Linked DNA regions of Sus scrofa: region 1 is linked to region 2. Evidence: chromatin contacts called from public Hi-C data. All regions are on one chromosome and are shown on one strand. The core of a region is the stretch at or near the end of the contact, and the rest is flanking DNA. Distances in the headings are between cores, read along the strand shown. Region 1 has its middle 37 kb from the start of SLC38A10. Region 2 holds the start of ACTG1 (actin, cytoplasmic 2).

Region 1 (5,911 bases), core at 2,605-5,104, 120 kb before region 2:
CAGCTTGGGCTGGTCTGGGGCGATGGCACCAGAAGCTCCCGGGTGGACCGCACGTGGGCCCCAAGCCCTGGGACCCAGGGGAGCAGCCCGAGAAGAGCCGGTGGCTGAACAGAACCTCCCCACCCGCAGCCAGCCTGCACACCTGAGCCAGAGAGGGGGTCCTCAGATGCCTGGCTGGCTCTGGGCTTCGGTGCCCAGCCCTCAGGCCCGGCCCTTGGTCCCAGCAGTGGCCAGGCAGACAAAGGAGTCGCCAGTGAGGGGTTAATCCACCCCCCCACACACACACCAGCCTAAGGCAGCTTGGACAGGCAAAGGCAGCACCCTGCTAATATTGATTGAGTTAGCAAACTGGGTGCAGGCATTTGCTGCCTTCTTCAGATGGGGGTCCTGGGCCTCCGTCACTCACTGGCCGGACCACCCCCTCCTCCAGGACACCTTTGTCCATTTCTGAACACTAAGTGACACCGGGCTTGGGCTGGGAGCCTCGGCCAGAAATCGAGGCCCCCAAGGCTCTGCGCTCTCGCTCCGGAAGAGGTGTGCAGAGCTGGGAGGCGGCGATCGCTAAGTCCCCAAATTCCCAGGTAACCCGGGACGCAGCTTTTGTCAGGCCCGCGAGGATTTATGAGGCGCCGGCAGAGTGTCAGCCAGGCCTTGCCGAGGCCGCCAGCGCACCCCGTCTAATCTTTGATTTCCATCTAATTATTTCTTTCCTGCCACTTTCATCTCAGTGTCCAGAGAGGCGAACAAAGGGAGGAAGATGGGGGATGGGCCGCCAGGCAGGGAGGAGGGGCTGGTCCGTGGGCCCCCACAGGACAGTGGCGGTCCCTCAGCGCCCCAAGCTCGTGCCCTGCGTAGGCCCCCAGGAAGGCGAGGGTGCCAGACGCGCTGGGAGCGTGGGGGAACTCGCTCTCCAGCTGGGCTCACCGCCTGCTCCCAGGGTGGGAGCCGGTGCCCCAGAGGGGGGTTCTGAGCAGTCCCTGCGGCATCGAGCGCACCCCTGGGCTGGGCGGTGCTCCTAGGGAAGAATCCTTCTTAAAGCCCTTGGGCAGTGGGAGCAAGAAAAAAAACACTTGCCCTAAAGGGGGCTGTGGAGCAGAAGGGTGGACGAGTCTGCGGTGCCCAGCGGAGGAGGCACAGAGGCAGAGGGAGGCTGGAATTTCCTCCCACGGAAAAAGGCCCGCCCATGCGGGTAAGAAGGAGCGAAGCTTGCATTTCTCATGTTAAAAAAAATTTCCAAAATGGAAAATGATTTTCGTGGTCACCATCCGTAAGTCAACTAAAAACAGGGATAATTAGAGTGTGGGGAATTTGAGGGGTCATAAATCTTCGGCGTCTTTTCCACTGGAATCGGGAGCCTGTTACGGCTTGTTGAGTTTTATTTTGAGACGTCAGGTTGGGGGTTTGGTGGATGCGGGTCTCTGCCAGGAGCGCCACCGCCCCGGGAGTGCAGCCAGGACACCGCAACCTCTTGGAAATGGAAACTGTGCCTTTCCCGCCCTCAGGGGCCTCACTTCCCAGCCGGGTACCCAGGACTCCTGGGTCCTGCTACAGACCCGACTCTGGGGGGGCTGACTCCTTTTCTTTCCAACCCAAACTCCAATGAGAAATTGAGGTGTGAGCAGGCCTGGGAGGCGAAGTGGATTTTTTTTGTTTTTTGTTTTTGTTTTAACCGCGTGCCCCATTTGAACCCCCAACCCATTCGGTCCCTTTGCACCTTGGCCCCTTCCTGCGGACTTTTATGGGCGGCGTGGGGGCAGGGCGCACGGGGGGGGGGGCACAGAAAATGACACAAAATCCCCCCTCCCCTTTAACCATCAGATCGCTAATTTTCTGTCCGCCTCAAAAATGGCAGGGAAGCGATTTCACTCCATGGGGGATTTCTGCCCACCGGGTGGAGACCGACCTGCCAGTTTCCCGCCCATCTAGGCCGCTTCCTTTCCTGAGTCTGTCTCCAAAGAAAAACACCCCAGATCCAAAGGCCGTCCAGAGCCCCATTCATCGGGTAAGAAAACGGGGGAGGAAGTGAATGTCTCCCTAAAAGCGCGCCCTTTCCCTCCACTCCCTCCAACCTTCCCCTTTGTTGGAAAAAACGATCCCAACCTCAAAACTGGGGCGGGCGCGGGAACCACAGGTTCACATTCGGCAGAGGTCTCCCCGGGAAACGATTCTCCGGGGACTTCTTTTGTTTGACGTGGGCTTGGGGGAGGGGAAGAGTCCGCCCCAGGCCGGCGACCGGGCCTCCCGAAACCACCCCCCAAAACAAAGCCCACCGGCCTCCCCTAACTGGGAGGGCCGGGGGTCGTGGGGCTGACTACGAGAGATGGGGCGCTGCCCGCCCGCCCGTCTAGCGGGGAACCAAGGTCAGGTCTCCCTCTCCCGAGTTTGCTCGGATCCTCCCTCAGAACTGGGCATCCCGGCGCGGAAACCGCCGGGGTTCCAGGGGGTAGGGCTGGAGAGCCTGCACGAACAAAGAAAGCCCCACCGCCCCGGCTCCGGGGCCGAGGAAGGGCGCACGGTCTCCCTGGCGAATGCAACGGATCCTGGAGAAAAGGGCCAAGGTTTTCCAAAGGGACGGTCGCTCCGAGCCTCGAGGTGGAGTGGAGAACGGTGCTCCGGCCGAGGCCGCCGGCACCTCCTGGGCCAAGGTGCAGCCCGCGTTTAGCGGCCCTCCCTGAGCCCGCAGAAAGACACGTTTGCAGCGAAAGGCTCTTACACACCAGCCGGGTTTTTATTCGTTCCCTACCCGGAGCGCGTTCTGGGCGCGCGCGAAAAAAGGAAAAAAACACGTACCTGGCGGCGCTCCGAGGGCAGCCTCGGGGGCCCGCTGCTGGCGAGGGGGCCCCCAGAAGCCACTTCCCGCCCGGCCGATCGCCCCACGGCCCGTCCCTCCCTCCCCGGCGACGCACCCCGCCGAGCCAACTCTCCAGGAAGCGCGAGGAGCTTCCTGTCCGGGCGCCGCGTACGTCTTCCTGCTCCAGGGCCCGCGTCTCCACCCCGTGCAGAGGACGCGCAGAGGATCCCCGGGGCCCGGCAGACCCGGAGAGGGGCTCCGAAGCCGAGAAAGCACGCGTCCCGTCGCTGGGCTGCGACTCCGGCTGCAGGTCCAGACCTGGGCCTGGGCGCGTCCTTCTCGGCCCAGGCTCCCGCCTTCCCACGTCCCCGACCGAGCTGCGGAGACGGACGCGGAACCCTCGGGGAAGACGAGGAGGAGGCGGCGGCGGCCGCGGTCCGGGCTGGAGCCCCGGGGCGGGAGGGGTGCTGGGCGGAGGGGCGGGCGGAGGGGCGGGCGGGCTCCGGGCGCCCCACGGCCACCGCCCTCCGGGGGCGCCCGGCCCCGCCCCGCGGAGGCGCCCCGCCCCGCCCCCGCGCCGAAGTCCGCCCCCTCGAACACCCCCGCTTTCCCCCTCCCCGCCTTAAACGCCTCGCCTCCCCCGCCACCTCGAGCCCCGCTGTCCTCCCCCGGCCGCGCGGCTCCGCGCTCCCTTCCCCTCCCTGGTCGTTCTCCCCTCCCGTTCTCCTCCACCCCTCCCCCACTCGCTCTCCTCCCGCCCCCCCCAAGCTCTGTCCGGCCCCCACTCCGCGCCCCTCGCCCCCGCCCTGACGCCCCCTCCTGTGCGGGTGTTTCCCTCTTCCTCCCCCAGTCCCAGCTCTCCCCTCCCAACTCGCCCCCTCCCTTGCCTTCCCCCCCAACCCAACCCAACCCAACCCAACCCATCCGGAGCCCTGGCCAATCGCCGCCCGCCGCCGCCGCTCCCTTTGTCTGGGCTGCGAGCGCGGGCCAATGGGTCTCGCGGAGATGCGAGAGGCGCGGGTCCGGGCCAATGGGCGGGCTGGGCGGGTCGAAAGGGGAGGTGCCGCGGTCCGGCGTCGTGCGCTGCGGGGCGGTGTCGGGCCGGCTTGCGCCCGCGGCCCGGACAGAGCCTCAGAAGTGGGTGACTCGCCACCCCAGGCCCCGCGCTTGCTCCCCTTTCCGAATCCACCCTCCGCTCTCCGGAAAAGCGCCCCGGACTGCGGAGTGAGCGCCCGAGAGGGTGGGGATGACACCCCGGGGCGACTGCGGAGCAGCACCCGGCCCCTCCAAGGGCCCAGGGGATCAGGATAAGGCCCGCATGTCGCGTCTAGTGTCCGGGGTCGCCCCGCGCATCTCTCCAGGGACTTTCATAGAAATACAGTACTCTGGAAGAGACAGAAGGTGCTGGGAGCTTCCCGGAGCCCCGGATCGAGACGCTGCTCAGGGGTGTGTTCGCTCCCGCACTGTCCCTGGAGTGGGATTGGGGCCCAGGAGCCAGTCGTGGCTGCACTCTTTGCCTGGCTCCTGTCTCAGGGTGACCCCGGATGAGGAGTGTCCCCCTGTCCCCCTGTGCTCATACCGAGGGGGAAAAGCCGGCGCCCAGGGCTTCTGCGATCCGGAGCCTCCCCGGCCAGAGCGGCCAGAGCTGCACGCCTGCTGCTCTTTGTACCCTCCCCAGAGGTGGGGTTCCTCCCTGACTCGGGCCGGACTTCGTGGGAGGCGGGGCTCTCCACCCCGCTTCCTCCCAAATTCCCTAGCGAGGGGGTGTGGCCCTGAGACCAGCCCCTCCCAGTGGAGCGTCAGTGAGTGTGACAGACACCGCTCCTGCGCCCTCCAAAACCTCTGTCCATGCTCTTCCTGTGGGCCTCGATGGTGACAACCCCAGTGACAGGGGCAGGAACGTGTGGAGGACATGGGTCAAAGCTGCTGGAGCTGAGGCCCCTGGCAAACCCGAGCCCTTTCTGGGGATTCCTCAGGGAGAAATAAGCTTCTCTGTTGTTTGGACTGTTCCACCGAAAACGAAGCCTTTGTAGTTGGAGCAGTTCCACGGAACTGTGCTAGACGAGGTAGCCCAACCCCAGTTCTTCCCTCCCTGCAGTAGAATTTCACACCTCCCTCCTGGCCAGGGCCTCGGGTGGGTGGGCAGTTCCTCCCCTTGACTTCAGACTTGGCAGCGTGATGCCCTGGGGCCAGTGGGTTGTGGGCACATGTGAAGCGAGCAGAGGCTCAGAAGGCTCTAGCGGGTCTGTGTAGACTGCGTGCTAATGGGAAGCCACTGGCCCCAGGAGGGGGAGGGAGCCCCCAGGGCAGGGCTGGCCCTTCCCCCCGCAGCATCCACCCTCTGAGCCTGAGTGTGAGCATCGAAGTGAGGGCCGTTTAAGCCTCTGCACTTCGGAGTGGTTTGTTATGCAGCATTGCTGTGGTAACAGCTGACTAATACGCCCCACCTAACAGAAACGCCTGGTACCCGGGGAGCTGGTGTGACAAAACCCAATAGTATGTGGCATTAGCTTAGTGGTTGGCTTGCGGATGGCAGGGAAACGGATATGGTGAGCTGGAAATGATGACATGCTTCCCTTGTTGTGCCATGCCTAAACACGAGGGAAATCTGGGGAGGCGACAGCAAAGTGCCAGAAGGTAAGTGGAAAAGTAAGATCAAGATGAGTTTAAAAAGATACTTTCTGGGAGTTCCCACTGTGGGTTAAGAATCCGCTGCAGCAGCTCAGGCCCCTGCAGAGATGCGGGTTCAGTCCCCTGCCCAGTGCAGGGGGTTAAGGATCTGGCGTTGTCACCACTGCAGTGTAGGCTGCAGGTGCAGCTCGGATTCAACCCCTGGCCCGGGACGTCCATATGCCAAGGATGCGACCTTTAAAAAAAAGAAAGAGGAGTTCCCATCATGGCTCAGCGGAAACGAATCTGACTAGTATCCAAGAGGATGCAGGTTTGATCCCTGGCCTTGCCCAGTGGGCTAAGGATCCAGCCTTGCTGTGAGCTGTGGTGTAGGATCCTTTGTGGCTGTGGCATAGGCCAGAGCTGCATTGGCTACAGTTCCGATTCGACCCCTAGCCTGGGAACCTCCATATGCAACCCTTGAAAGAAAAGGCAAAAAAAAAAAAAAAA
Region 2 (5,418 bases), core at 475-2,974:
AGGACTCCATGCCTGAGAGGCCGACAGAGCGCCCCCTTAGCGGTCCCCCGTGCAAGGGGATGAGCCCCCGGGCCCCCCCCAGGCAGGCCGCGCTGCCCGACACCTACCCAAGAAGGAGGGCTGGAAGAGCGCCTCTGGACACCGGAAGCGCTCGTTGCCGATGGTGATGACCTGGCCGTCGGGCAGCTCGTAGCTCTTCTCCAGGGAGGAGGAGGACGCGGCGGTGGCCATCTCCTGCTCGAAGTCCAGGGCGACGTAGCAGAGCTTCTCCTTGATGTCCCGCACGATCTCCCGCTCGGCCGTGGTGGTGAAGCTGTAGCCCCGCTCCGTGAGGATCTTCATGAGGTAGTCGGTCAGGTCCCGGCCAGCCAGGTCCAGACGCAGGATGGCGTGGGGCAGGGCGTACCCCTCGTAGATGGGCACCGTGTGGGTGACCCCATCCCCAGAGTCCATGACAATGCCAGTGGTGCGGCCAGAGGCGTACAGGGACAGCACGGCCTGGATGGCCACGTACATGGCCGGCGTGTTGAAGGTCTCGAACATGATCTGGGAAAGGCAACGGCTCCTTAGTCAGAGAAGGGACCCCGGGCCACCCCATGCTACACACCATGCCGACATGCCACAAACGTGATGTGATGTGTGGAGAAAAGAAAAGGAAGCAGGCAGAAACACAAACGAGAAACCTTGAGACTTCAGGAAGGAAATGCCAGGAGAAGAACAGAACCCTGAAAATATCGAAAGAAACACTTGAATTTCAGGAAAAAAAACCCAAAAGCTCAGCACTAAACGACTCATGAAACGGATGGAAACGGCCCACTGCACCCGGCAGCGCCTACCTGAGTCATCTTCTCACGGTTGGCCTTGGGGTTCAGGGGGGCCTCCGTGAGCAGCACGGGGTGCTCCTCGGGGGCCACGCGCAGCTCGTTGTAGAAGGTGTGATGCCAGATCTTCTCCATGTCGTCCCAGTTGGTGACGATGCCGTGTTCGATGGGGTACTTGAGGGTCAGGATGCCCCGCTTGCTCTGAGCCTCGTCGCCCACGTAGCTGTCCTTCTGGCCCATGCCCACCATGACACCCTGGTGTCGGGGACGCCCGACGATGGACGGGAACACGGCCCGGGGGGCGTCATCCCCAGCAAAGCCAGCTTTGCACATGCCGGAGCCATTGTCGATGACCAGCGCGGCGATCTCTTCTTCCATGGCGATCTGCTCAAAGGCACGAGCGGCTCAGGCGCGCCCAGCGGCGCCGGGACGGCCCCTGCAAAGGCCCTGCCCGCGAGACGCTCCGCCTCCCCCCGGCCCGGCAGCGGAGAAACCGCCCGGAACCGGGGCCGCCTTTTATGTAACCCCCCCGCCCGCCGCCGTTCCGCGGCGGCGCGGCCCAGAGCGCTCGGCAGTGCGGCCGGACCCCACCCAGCTCCCGCCCCCGAGGGCGCCCCCACTGCGGACCCCGGGGGCCCGCCCGGCCGCCCCTTTTGTTGCCAGCGGCGGTGAAGCCGGGCCTCTGGGGCCGGGGCCGGGCCTGCGGAGGAGCGCGAGAGCCGGACACCGGGCCGGAGCTGCGCAGGCCTGGTCACCTACCGGCGGAGACGGCGGCCGCGGGGCGCGGAGGAGCGAGCGGAGGAGCGGCGAGAAGACACGGAGCGCGGGCCGGCTGCGGCGAGCGAGACCGACCGCGGCCTCCCCCGCCCCTATTTAAGCGGAGCGGGGGGCGCGCGCGGCCCGGCGGCGCGCGCGGCCCCAGAACATGTCCATATATGGCGATCTTTCCGAACGCCGGGCGCCCATTGGCCCGGCCGGCCGGGGCACGTGGGGCCCCGCGCCCGGTCCCGCCCCCTCCCGCACCGCCCCCAACCGCCCCGCCCGCGCCGCCCCCGCGCGCCCGCGACCCCGCGCGCGAGACCCCGCGCGGGGCAGGCTAGCGGGCCGGGCTGGCGATTCCCCCCCCCACCGCCCCCGGGGTCGCAGGGTGGGCCGCAGAGCTGACCCGCCGGCTCCGCCCCGGGACTGTCGCGCACCCTGGGGGAGGGCCCGGCTGCACCCCGAAACTGCCTGGCCCGGGGCTGGGCGGCACCGGGAGCAGGGTGTGTTCCCGCGCCCCGCCCCCGCAGGGGGGCTTCGCTCCCCGCGCGCCCCCTGCGAGTTTCCTCCCCGAGGCTCTGCAGGGAGCTCGGGCCGCGAGGCGGCTTCTCGGTGCTGAGCTGGGGGCGTGGGGGAGGGGAGAGGGCGGTGGTCGCCGCCGGTCGCCGTGGCGGCACTGTGGGCCCGGCGGTCCGGGGGAGTCCCGGGGAGCCGTGACCTCGCCCTTCTCACGACGAGAAGGAGCCGCCCGTTTCCTAGCGCAGCCACCACCGCCAAGGCCCCTCCGCCGGTGTCGGGGCGCCGGGGGTCCCTGATTGTGCAGAGACAGGCCCCGTCCTACCACACCCAACCAACGCATCCTGCGCCTCAAACCGCAGACCCGATTGTCCCCAGGCGGCGGCTCCTCTCTGCGTTTGGGGCCACCCCCTCCTCGTCCGCGGGGGAGGTGGTGGAGTTTTGCTCCATTTTAATTACTTTTGAGTGTTGTATGGAAACTGAGGCAGGGGCTACCTGAATCATCACCTTCCCCCTAGACTTGAGCGGGGCACCCTCTTCTCTGTTTATGATACTAGGAAACGGCCACGCCTGGAGTGGGTTTCCTAGGCCTCAGTAACTCTGGGGCTGTGGGTCCAGTCGGCTCCAGGGCGCGCCCTTTTCCCCAGGAGGCTGGTCTTGAAGTCCTGTCACTGCTGGCAGGGTCTTGGTCACACCTGCTGCCACCAGTGCTTTGGTTATGCCCAGAGGGAACCAGGTACTTTGGAAGCTTTCGGGATTGCTCAGCACGGAATTAAACATCAAAAGAGCCACAGGGAAGAGAGAGCACTGGCCAAGAGGGGTGGCAGTGGTGCCGGGCAGACCGAGTCTGGGGCCTTGTCAGGGTCCCAGTATGCTTGGCTGGACCTGGGCAGGTGTCTGCCGATGGGGGGGCGGGACCAGGTGCCCCAAGAGCCCTTCAGCTGGTGTTCACATCTGCGTTGGGCTAGACAGGTAAAGCCGCTGCCCAGCTCACCTGGGGGGGAACCTCTGTCACCCAAACGCAATCCATGCCTACGGCCACCTGTGCCACCAGGCCTAGCTGGGTACCCGACTTCCCAGACTTTCCAAAGGCACAGGGCAAGGCCTGGTGTGTGCGTGTGCCACTCTTGGGAGAACCGGGGGCTGGGCCTCCAGAAAAGTCCCCCCTTACTGGCACCTCTGGGCACAACCATGGGCCTTCAGCCCCCAGGTGGGGGCGTCCATGTGTGAGGACAACTGCCACACTTGGCGGTCCCAAGATGTCACACACGGAAGTGGGAAGTATCCAGTATCCAAGGCCTCACGCCCTGGGTCCGCCCGCCCCACATTCCACGCCGGCTCCCTCGACCGCGGGGCACTCCTTTGTCTGGTGTGCCCAAGCTGCTCCGGCGGACAGGTGGCGAAGAGGCAGAGGCCCCTGGATCTCTGTCTCCGTCCTCCTTCCCTTCTCCACTTTGCAGTGGGCAGGGCGCCGGGGGCGCGGCCAGAGGGTCGCGGGGAAAGTGGGGCGGGGCCTGGGAACCCCGAGATTCCCGGGGCTCCCCCCCACCTCGGTAGGTTGCCAGCCCCCCCCCCCCCCGCAGGGCCGGAGCTACGCGGGGTTGGGGGGGGCGCTCTCGGCCGGCGTGGCGCGGGGTGTGGGGGGGGAGCCGCTTCCTCTTCCGCGGCTGTGTCACCGGCGGGAGGCGGGGGTCAAGGTGCCGCCGCAGGTGTGCGGCTGGGGGGCGGCGGCGCGCGGCGCGGCCATATTTGGCCATTTCGGCGCCGCCGGAGCCCCGCCCGCCGCCCGGGAAGCCGCAGCCCGGGCAGCCCCGTCCCCGCCCGCCGCCGGCCCTGAGTCACCGGCCGGGCGGGGGGCGGAAGTAACGGACCGGGGGCGCGGGGCGCGCTCCTCGCCTTATTTAGTCAAGGAGGCCGCCGATTGGCCCGCGGAACAAAGGGGCGGCGGCGGCGGCGGGCGAGCGGCCGCCGCGCCCACCCCCAGCCCGGCCCTCGCGGGTCCCAGAGACCCCGCTGCGTCGTGGCCCGCCCGCCGCGAGAATGGGGGGTGGGGGTGCGCGAGGCCCCCGAGATCAGGGGGCGGGGAGCGGAGCTGGGGGGCCGGCGGAGGGGAGGGCCGACCACCCGCCCGGGAAGCCGCACCGGCCACCCGGCGTACGCGGATGCGCGGGTGCGGGGTCCGCCCCGAGATAGAGAGAGGCCTCGAGCCCTGCGCCGTGTTCTGCGCCGTGATTTTTCTGTTTTGCAGCTGGGCAGTGCGAGGCCTCGCCCAAGGTCACTTCAGGGCTGTGCCCGGCCGCCCCCACCCCTCCTGAAGCCGGAGAGGCCCAGGAGACTCCCAGGGAGAAGGAGGCCCTGGGAGGAGGGAGAAAGTCTGCGGTTGCGTCTGTGCCCAGAAGCGGGTGTGTCCTTCCCTTCTTGAGACTTGGGCTCAGAGAAGTGATGGGATTTGTTCTCGCTCAGTGCTGGTTTGGTGAATTGCTTGTGATGCATCTCATTTCATCCTCCATCCATTAAACGGCCGAGGAGACAGTAGTGCAGGGAGGTGTGGCAGTGGCTGAGACACTGCGGAACAACCCCAGCTCAGGGTCCTTGCCCCTCCCTCCGAAACCCAGGCCAGCCTGTCATCTCCCTGCACCAGCCTCTAGGGATGCTTCCTAGTGTCCGAGTCACCTCTACACCTGCTAGCTTGACGCCCAGGCCGTCACCCCATCCCTGCCTCCCACCTCTTGCCACCTCCCAACGAGTCAGTTACTTGCCAGGCAGACAGGGTAGGAACTTGGTCACGAGTCCCCCACTTCTGGCCTTTGCCTCTGCTGGTCCACCTGATATGAATGCCTTTCCTTCCTCCCCCGCAGAGGTAATATGGGTTCCTAGGTTGGGTCCAGGAACGCACAAGAAAGACAGGAGTGGAAGACTCGGTGAGATCCAAGTCTGGACTTTGGTTACTGCCAAGTGCCAAAATCATCTCTCAGGACCACGGCTGAACTGTGACTGTGTAACAAGTTGTTTACTTTAAGGGACACTGGGTGCAGGTCCAAGAATGCTGCTACTGTCTTTGCGACTTCTCTGCCAATCTCGGATTAGCTCATGGTCGTGCCCCTTGTGGCTCAGCAGTAACAAACCTAGTATCCACGAGGACGCGGGTTCGATCCCCGGCCTCGCTCAGTGGGTTAAGGAGCCGGTGTTGCTGTGAGCTCTGGTGTAGGTCGCAAACGCGGCTCAGATCTAGTGTTGCCGTGGCTGTGGTGTAGGCCGGCAGCTGCAGTTCCTACTCAACCCCTGTGTGGAAACTTCCATATGCCTTGGGTGCGGCCCTAAA

The links. A called contact is a pair of places that touch in the nucleus more often than the background predicts.
Region 1: a contact with region 2 is called in a Hi-C map of skeletal muscle, with 1.9 times the contacts expected there. The contact joins the enhancer-like site here to the promoter of ACTG1 in region 2. A contact is called at or near these places in 2 of 5 promoter capture datasets (fetal skeletal muscle and liver), 16 of 47 Hi-C or Micro-C datasets (alveolar macrophages, brain, embryonic fibroblasts and 9 more) and 2 of 2 datasets of contacts at active chromatin or transcription factors (alveolar macrophages and skeletal muscle).

The regions. Positions count from the first base shown.
Region 1 is chr12:1,441,469-1,447,379 of Sscrofa11.1, reverse strand. No RefSeq gene overlaps it. Among named protein-coding and RNA genes, the nearest start is that of SLC38A10, 37 kb to the left of the region's middle. Within about 2 kb of position 3,854, at least 70 of the 83 cell types and tissues checked have an H3K27ac peak or open chromatin away from gene starts, as enhancers often do. A contact at or near this core is called in brain, embryonic fibroblasts, fetal liver and 6 more, where this site is marked.
Region 2 is chr12:1,316,661-1,322,078 of Sscrofa11.1, reverse strand. It overlaps ACTG1 (actin, cytoplasmic 2), which reads right to left and starts at 1,724. Exons shown (of 5, transcript XM_003357928.4): 1 at 1,581-1,724; 2 at 837-1,205; 3 at 108-546; 4 at 1-12. The coding sequence starts at 1,199.